Linked DNA regions of Danio rerio: region 2 is linked to region 1. Evidence: chromatin contacts called from public Hi-C data. All regions are on one chromosome and are shown on one strand. Each heading gives the region's core, a stretch centred on a gene start, on an enhancer-like site or on the middle of the called end of the contact. The rest is flanking DNA. Distances are from core to core; before and after follow the strand shown. Region 1 overlaps palld (palladin, cytoskeletal associated protein). Region 2 overlaps palld (palladin, cytoskeletal associated protein).

Region 1 (4,553 bases), core at 1,427-3,926:
ATGAGGATTATGACAGGATGAGAGTTTAATGTATACCACTTAAATGAAGACACATTACATCAGTGACTCCACATGATGTCAGTCAACTCTGATGTACTCAGACTGAAGCTGACACATAATGATGATGTCATTTACAAGTTCAGCAGACGCAAAAGAAAACTGGCGCTCTTTCGTCACACAAGATTTGATTTCAAAAGGGTGCGTGAGAAAGTCTTCACACCCATGACTGTGTGCCAGAAATCACTAGACGATCAACAAGTTATGAATAAATAATACCCATGAAATTTGATGTCCATCCAGCAGTATCACTAACATGACATAGTATGTGGAATCTTTTTCTTTACTAAACTCTTTATTTATTAATCTGGTTTGTGTTAGACAATCTACAGTATACTGTAGTGTAGACTGAATGTGCATTTAGACTAATTTGTTGTCACATGTTCTTCAAATGAACAATATGCATCTGGCTGATTCCTACATTACCTGCAATGGATACTTTAGAACTTTGACTGTCTTCCATTGAAGATCATGAAAACTAGAGACATACAGTACACAGTTTATTCTGTCACAATTTAAAGGTTTGCACAATGTGTGTAAATATTTTTTTAGAGAGATAAAATTAAGACACTAAATAGCTTTTTCAACTGCTATTTGACAGTAAAAATATTGTTAATCACTGCCTAATTTTGTTGCACAATAGTAATTAAGAAAAAGCTATTTTGCATGCATTAGAATATATACTACTTGTCAAAAGTTTGGGGATTTTTAAATGTTTTAAAATAAGCTTCTGCTGCTCAACAAGGCTGCATTTTTTCATCAAACATACAGTACAAATTGTAAAATTGTGAAATGTTATTGCACTATAAAATAAGTGTTCAAAACAGTTATAAAAAAGTTTATAATTTAATAATTTACTTCAGGGATTTTAATGATGAATTTTCAGCCTCATTACTCCAGTCTTCAGAGTCACTCTAATAATAATTGTATCTTTTCAGCCCACTCCCTTTATTAATCTGGGGTCGCCACAGTGGAATGAACCACCAACTGCAACCCAACACTGGGAAATATCCATACACTCTCATTAACATACACTACGGTCAATTTAGCTTACCTAATTCACCTATAGCGCATGTCTTTGAACTTGTGGGGGAAACTGGAGCACCCGGAGGAAACCCACACAAACATGGGGAGTACAAGCAAACTCCACATATAAATGCCAACTGACCCAGCGGAGGCTCGAACCAGCGACCAGGCTCGAAAGCAATAATGACTCTGGAGTAATATTTTTATTTGAAACTACAAACATTAAGAAAGAAGTTATTTAAAATTTTGATAATATTTAACAATTGTGAACAATGTTTTTACATTTAATAAATGCCGTCTTGATACACGGAATCATTTTCTTTAAAAAATTTTAAAAAACTGACCCCAAACTTTTGACCGGTATTGTAAATTCCTTATAAAAATAATTTGAAGGAGAAAAAACAAAACAAAACAAAACTTTTTGAGGGGTGTCCAGTAAAGAAAGAATAGAAGATCCCTAAAAAAATGATGTTTTTCAGTTTATCAAGTAAATTGATATTCGTTTTAAACCTCTTTAAGTATTATTACTGGAAAACCATACAGAAATACTAATAAGAAGAAAGATTTTTGTCAATAAATGTTTTTTTTTCTTTCTAAAACTGAACAATGTCAGAACAACATCAAAAGCTAAACTAAACTGATACAATGATAAACTAAACCTACAAAACAAAAGTGGACAGAGTAATAAAGAGTAATAAAAAAAATCTAATTTGTTACTTCTTGTTTATATTGCATGTGAGCTGAAATTTTAAAACAGATTTCTTCTCCTTCTTCTTGACAAAGAAACAAAGCTTTTTTGAGTTTCCAGTAAGGAAAGGATAAAAAAACTCTAAAAATATGGATGTTTCAGTTTATCAACTCAACTGATATTTATTTCAAAGCTATTTCAGTATTATTACTGGAAAACGATACAAAAGTACTGATAAGGAGAAAACAAATTATTCAATATTGAACAATGTCAAAACAACATCAAAACAGCTAAACTTACTAAAACTATGATAAACAAAACAAAAGTGGACCGAAATAAAAAAGGAATACAAAAAAAAAAAAGATTTGTTACTTCTAGTTTATATTGCATGTAAGTTGAGATGTTTGTATTTTCAAACTGATTTCTTCTCCCTTCTACTGTAGAAAGCATCAAGCTACTTATTTACCTTTGGCCTGTCCATGCAAACTACAAGAAGCATGTCTCAATAAATATAACACAGGGTAACGTAACACCTGCATGTAATCACTACAGTATAAATACCTCGTCTCTCTCTGAGGTGCGAGTTTTTGTAAATTAAACTGCTCTTGCACAATCTGACTCAAACCTGAGATGCAACACTCCCATCTAGAGGCTAAGAATCCCACCGTCAGTCCATCTCCAATTAACAGCAGGTCACACATATTGTATCTCCCTTTAGAGCAATTCTCTTTGCTCTCTCCCTCTCTCTCTCTCTTTCCTCACATCTACATATTTCCTAAGAAGGTGCAGAAAGGTGGAGAAAGTAAATCCGTGTGGAAAGTGTCAAGTCATGGCATGGATAGCATTCCTGAGCCTGGCTCCTCCATGCCGGGCGAAGGACTATTTATATTGATGGGACGAGGCCCGGTTGCAGTGGCAGACAGAGAAGGATGAGGCTTTGCATTTCCAGTGTGCAACCACCACATCCATGGAGTCCAAGTGTGTTTCTGTTCCCTTTCATTATGCAATCCCATGTGGGCAGAAATCCCCTTTTACTGTTGCCCCTCTAAAGCTCAATGATAAACCTGCTGTTGCTGGGGTGGAAAGCAGCGTGTGCTGGGCTAACTTTTATACTGAGTTAAAAGGATAGTTCACCCTCAGAAAAGTTCTACATTTTAATGAGTTACTTTCTTCACTTTTAAAGGGCAGGGTTCTACACAATTCATTCATGTTGTCCCAACACAAATCGGTTAAGTCAACTTAACAAATTTAAGTAAATTAAACATAAATCAATTAAGCTGTCCCAAAAACAATCTCAAGAATTATGTTGTTTAAGCTCATTTTAGATTAGTAGTTTGAACAATCATCAAATGCTCATCATGTTTTGAGTGTTCTGTTAAACTTAAAGAAAGAGAAAAAAGACTAACTTGCATGTTTTGTTTTTTCTGTCCCAATCATGAACATCCATGACTGGTTTTTCTTCAACATTCTTCAGAATATCTTCCTTTGTGTTCAACAGAAGAACACAACTCATAAAAGTTTAGAAGCACTTAAATGCAAGTAAATTATTAGAATTGTTTGGGGTGAAATATCTCTTTAAGTTGCTATTTTCTGTTCACTTCTGTGAAAACAAATTGTAAGGGCAGGCTGAAATATTTCCATCCTGATCCAAACTGGTTTATTCTGGTTAGAACTGGTCACGCTGGTGAGGTACAGCATGCTGTTCACCAGAAAGACTTCATGTTACATGTCAACAATGCATAATGAGGACCAAATTAACAGCTTTCCGCACTGACAGTGCCCCTAAAAATAATACTGTGAAAATGCATTGTAAACCTAGTCAAGAAACTAAATATTTTGCATTGAATCATTTGAAACAAGTCAGAATGAACCTCTCACCGATTATTTTAGGTCTATGATGAGGTCTCATTTTGATGTCTGCATCAAATTAAATGTACAAATCTGTTTTCATACAGTTGAAGTCAGAATTATTAGCCCCCTTCGAATTTATTTCTACTTTTTTAAATATTTCCCAAATGAAGTTTAACAGAGCAAATTTTCACAGTATGTCTGTTAATATTTTTCTTCTAGAGAAAGTCTAATTTGTTTTATTTCAGCTAGAATAAAACTTGTTTTTAATTTTTTAAACACCATTTTAGGGACAAAATTATTAGCCCCTTTAATATATTTTTTCTCGAGAGACTAAAGAACAAACCACCGTTATACAATAACTTGCCTAATTACCCTAACCTGCCTAGTTAACCTAATTAACCTAGTTTAAATGTCACTTTAAGCTAGCTGAAAGTGACATTTAAACTAGGTTAATTAGGTTAACTAGGCAGGTTAGGGTAATTATAGAAGTGTCTTGAAAAAAATCTAGTCAAATATTATTTATTCTCATCATGACAAAGATAAAATAAATTATTAGAATTGAGTTATTAAAACTATTATGTTTAGAAATGTGTAGAAAAAATCTTCTCTCCATTAAACAGAAATTGGGGGAAAAAATAAACAAGCGGTCTAGTAATTCAGATGGGCTAATAATTCGGACTTGGACTGTACATGGAAAGCATATTACATGCAAAAACACTGCATACTTTAATCTTTCACATAACGTGTGTGAAAATGGAAAAATAAAATGTTTTAAATTATGTTTTATTGTTACTCTCATTGTTCATTACATTCTGTGTAACTGATATATTTATGTAAGAGTGGTTTGTAGTATAGTGATAATAAATGTATCAATATTTTGTTTTTTGCACTCTGATTCTTAAATAGACTATTTTAATATGTCGTCAGATAA
Region 2 (4,687 bases), core at 1,519-4,018, 66 kb before region 1:
CTTGTAGGTCAACGTCATATGCTGGCTGAGAGGTTACGAGAATTATCTATATGTACACATGTATCTTGATGAAAGTGTTTTTATGAATAAGAAGAGTGTTAAAGGGGAATGTAGGGGTAAAATAATAATATTAATAATAATATAAAAACACTCACCGGGTTCTGCTGCTGACCTTGGCTCTGATGAAATAGGAATATGGGAAATGAGAAAAAATTATTAATGAGAAATGAGAAAAATTTTTTTTTAAAAAGCAGCACACCAATAAACCTAGACATAAAAATAAATAGTTAATCACAATAGTTATTCACAACAAGAAAATATGTGTGGGATCTGTGAATAGTTATATATATATATATATATATGTATATATATATATATATATATATATATATATATATATATATATATATATATATATATATATATATATATATATATATATATATATATATATACACAACAGTTCTGTCTTGTTGGCTGATATCCGCACAGAATTCTGCAATAACAGCACTCATACAGCCTTCTCACACTTCTGTATTATTCCGCCCACATAGAGGGACAGCAGATCAATAAACTAAATACAGTTTAACAAATACTGCAGCTGTTGGACAACGTAATTTACTTTTTAGGCGAGACTGTAGTTGTCTAGATTGCAACTATGCAGTTTATTTATAAGGACAGTGCCTATTTTAAATACTCATACTGACGTTCCGCCAGAAGATGGAAACGCATAATAAGCCCTTAGAAAAGAAAAACTCAATTCGTAATTTCAAACTACAGCTGATCAAATAATTTTAACCCTGGTAAGTGACATTTTAAGTCGATCTCTCTCTTTTGTATGTTGTAGGGCTGTTTTTATACCAGTTTGGTAGTGCTTCTGGTAGTGTTTGCTTTGTTTAAGGCTTTTTCTGTGTTAATTTTATCCGGATATCCCAATTGCATCAGAGAAATACTAGGAAATCTCTGTAGACAAATTGCATTTCATGCCGTTCAGCCTTATAATCTTAAAATTTGAGCAAAATCACCTGTTTTGTCATCACTTTAAACATTATGCTAGAGAATCATTTAAATATTGGCATATCACAGGAGTAGCAGTGTGATTTGGCGGTGTATTGTCACTGGTGGGACACTAAGCAGACACGTTGCACGCCTCCCACTAGTGCTGATATACAACCATATCGCACTGCTACTTCTGTGATTATTGCTCATTTAAATCTGAAAATTTCTATTGAGACATTCAGTTTTGAATAAGACAGAACTATAAATGAATTACTCCCTGGCTGTGTACTGTATGTTTTACTCATTAGAGTCACTGATCTCAGTGTGTTTCATAATGACACAATGCCAGACAGAATCCTGACAGATTTGCCACACTTTTTTTAAAATGCTGAATGAAGAAAAAAAGGGATATAAAAAAAAGGTATGTGTTCAACTGAGGCAGATTTTTCCTCCAATATGAAGGCATGTGCAAAGACACAAAAACATTATTTTGTCCAAAAAGATCAAATGACTGTCGACCTAACCAGTAAGGAATTATATTTGTGCCAATGACAATTTATGTAGCGCAGAATTCAACAGGTTATGCTTTCACTCATGCTTACAAATTGGTAATCTCTATTTTGGCACACACCTTGTTTCTGTGTTTTCTGGAAAATATACAATTATATATATATATATATATATATATATATATATATATATATATATATATATATATATATATATATATATATATATATATATATATATATATATATATTGTAGCGAGTCTGCTGATGCTACGTCGCCCTGGTCACAAATTCACCCCAGCTGAAAACTCATCAGAACCGGATCGCTCACAGCTGGACCTCATCAGCCAGGGAGAGATAAAGCCAGCCCCACACAGGAGGAAATCGAGCTTCATTTCCAAATTACTCCCTGCGCTAACGCTTGTCTCTTTCTGTCTCTCCCACAGCCGAATCCAGCTCGTGACCGATCCAACACCAGAACTCTCACCAGCCTTCACCATCTCCTCGGAGCACTTGAGCACGCACCCTAAGAAGAGCACTCATTCACGCACTATTTCACTTGTAAATAAAGCACCCTCCGGGGCGTTGTTTGTAACTTTACTCAACTGTGTTTGTGTTTTCCCTCTGCCTCGCTACAATATATATATATATATATATATATATATATATATATATATATATATATATATATATATATATATATATATAAAAAATCCCAAGTACCAACAGATCATTTTACTTGCAAACTGTCTAAAGGTTCCTAAAGAACGGCTAACATCAGCTAAAAACAACAAAATCTTAGTGCAAGTAGTTCCTCTTACTCTTCTGTAGGATGCGGAAATCAGGAGAGTCCTGGATCTCCTGGCCTTCTCGAAACCATTGGACCCGCAGAGGAAGACTACCTCTGACTCGGCACTCCAGAACCACCACCTGACCTTCAGACGGCTGTGCGTCCTGCAACACCTACAGAGAACCCCAGGTTAACACTGGAAATACTGACTGAGGGCTAAACAAAGGCAAAGAGTACAAACACATGAAGAGAAAAACTGAAGTAAACCACCACTAATTCTGCTCTTTCTTCAGCACCTCTTTCATTGTCAAGTACACACTCTTTTACATTAAAGACATAATAGACTCATAGGAAAGAAGCTGTCAGCAACCCATAAAAGTCCAAGCGCAGTTTGTTTATACATGTGCATGTGAGTTGCTTTCAGTTGTGTGTTCACTCTTTGAAGCTTTGTGTAAAGTATGTGTGTGTAACAGGCTTGTGGTTACATGTGACAGGTTATAGGTTTATTTAAAGTTCAAGTCAAAAAGTATGCCTGTTTGTATGAGACTATGATGATGACATGAAACCATGTATTATAAAAGGCACATCCTCTCATTAGGAAGATTAAAGTCTCTGAGAAGAAAGAGCAAGTGGGATGATAGGGGTCTACAAAAACAAACTTTTTTTAAGGAGGTGGAAAATGATTTAGCGCAATGAGAAAACAGCTTTTGGCATTGATGTCTGCGGCTCTGCCTAGGCCTGTTCACAGAGTCACATGACCAATCACAAAGAAAAGAGAATCGTCTGAGAAAGTTCATACCATGATTCACTTCTGATTACTCAAACTAGCTGTGAATGCAGCTAAAGAAGTTCTTTTGTGGCTGTTTTGTTACCTTAGTGAAGCTAGGGGGCGCTTTAGCAAGAGCATCACCGGCATACAGTGAAGAAACTGGACTCTGGACCTGACAGAGAGAGAAAGGGAGAGAATAAGTGTGGTTATGATGATGGATCTTTCCAGAGAGAGTGAGTTTTATAAGTCCATCTGCTGTTGTCATTCCTGATGAGTCTTCCAGAAATATTTGTGCATTTGTGTATGTGTCATTGTAGTAGATTGTAGACTGGCTCCACTTACATAGACATCTTTTGTTGCAGTTGAAATCTTACTGATTGATGAATCGCAATGTGGTGTTTACAAAAAGGCTAAATAAAGCGATGATTTGGGTTGATTTGCATGTAAATATGTCAAGCTTCAAATCATACTATATTTTTATGTAGGCTTACACATTGCATGAATATACAGTAACATGTTCTAGTATTTGTGAATACCATTTTCCAATCACTTATTTTCTTTGTTTTAGAGAGACTTAATATTTATCTAGACGGTAAACCCCAACAGTCAACTTTATCACATAAAATGAGTGTAGTTAACTCAAAATGTACTGAAAGTTAATTCTACTCATTTGAAAAGAGTTTTTAACTCAGTGTTGAAGGTAATGAGTTAATTAAATACCTCAGTACTTCACTTTAAATAGAGCAAGTTCACAGTACTCATATAGATTAGATTTTTGTGAACTCAAATGGTTTGTAGCAATCAGTTTCCTCAAACGGATTGAGTTGCCTTAACTTATTGGGTTTTACAGTACTCAGTTGGTTTAAGTTCTTTTTATTTACTGGGTTTTACTGTGGTCAAATTGCCTAATTTACTCAAATGGATTAAGTTCCCAGTACTCATTAGAATTAGTTTTTGAACATAAATGGTTTGTTGCAATCGGTTTCCTCAAACGGTTTGATTTAACTTAACTTTTTGGGTTTTACAGTGAATTCAGGTTTTTTAATTAGGAAAAAAGCACATAAGGCTTTGTGCTGTGCTGCTTGTATTTTTCTAGTGGTAAAAATGACCCATTCACAGAGCCAAAACAAGCTGTCTGTGGCTTAGATGATGTTCTGCTTCACTTCGCAAATGGAAGAACTTCAGTGGAACACTAGAGTCAGTTATAACCCTTAATTTCTATAAAAACAACAAACACAACATAATACTGTATGTGCATTTCAAAATGACTTTTTAAGACAAGAAAAACTGAACAATTTATTTATTTTTTTATTTATTTTTAGAATAAATCATGAAAACATTCTGGCTTTTTGATAACCTAATAAAAAACTAGTTCCTTTGGGACGATGGAACCAAAAGTGCAAAATTACATAGTAACTTGATTCAATCATGTGTCTGTGCTATTTCTCACTCTCTGTGGTGTAGTAGAAATCGGCTGGACCAGCGTAGAGCGATGAGGTTGAGCTTCTGGGCTCTTTGGTGAAGATGTGTGTATCGTCAGAGAAACTGAGCTGGTTTTCTTCTGTGCCCTGAGAACACACATCAACAACACTATATCAAAACTCATTCAGACCTGGGAAA

Evidence for each region. A called contact is a pair of places that touch in the nucleus more often than the background predicts.
Region 2: a Hi-C map of an unstated tissue shows a contact between it and region 1, with 2.4 times the contacts expected there. The contact joins two enhancer-like sites. A contact is called at or near these places in 3 of 18 Hi-C or Micro-C datasets (caudal fin, hematopoietic stem cells and an unstated tissue).

Annotation. Positions count from the first base shown.
Region 1 is chr20:26,109,019-26,113,571 of GRCz12tu, reverse strand. All of the region lies in intron 2 of palld (palladin, cytoskeletal associated protein), which reads right to left. Among named protein-coding and RNA genes, the nearest start is that of palld, 11 kb to the right of the region's middle. Within about 2 kb of position 2,676, at least 6 of the 62 cell types and tissues checked have an H3K27ac peak or open chromatin away from gene starts, as enhancers often do.
Region 2 is chr20:26,174,817-26,179,503 of GRCz12tu, reverse strand. palld (palladin, cytoskeletal associated protein) reads right to left here. Exons shown (of 20, transcript XM_073934094.1): 5 at 4,518-4,635; 6 at 3,171-3,239; 7 at 2,330-2,471; 8 at 156-179. Among named protein-coding and RNA genes, the nearest start is that of palld, 77 kb to the right of the region's middle. Within about 2 kb of position 2,768, at least 5 of the 62 cell types and tissues checked have an H3K27ac peak or open chromatin away from gene starts, as enhancers often do.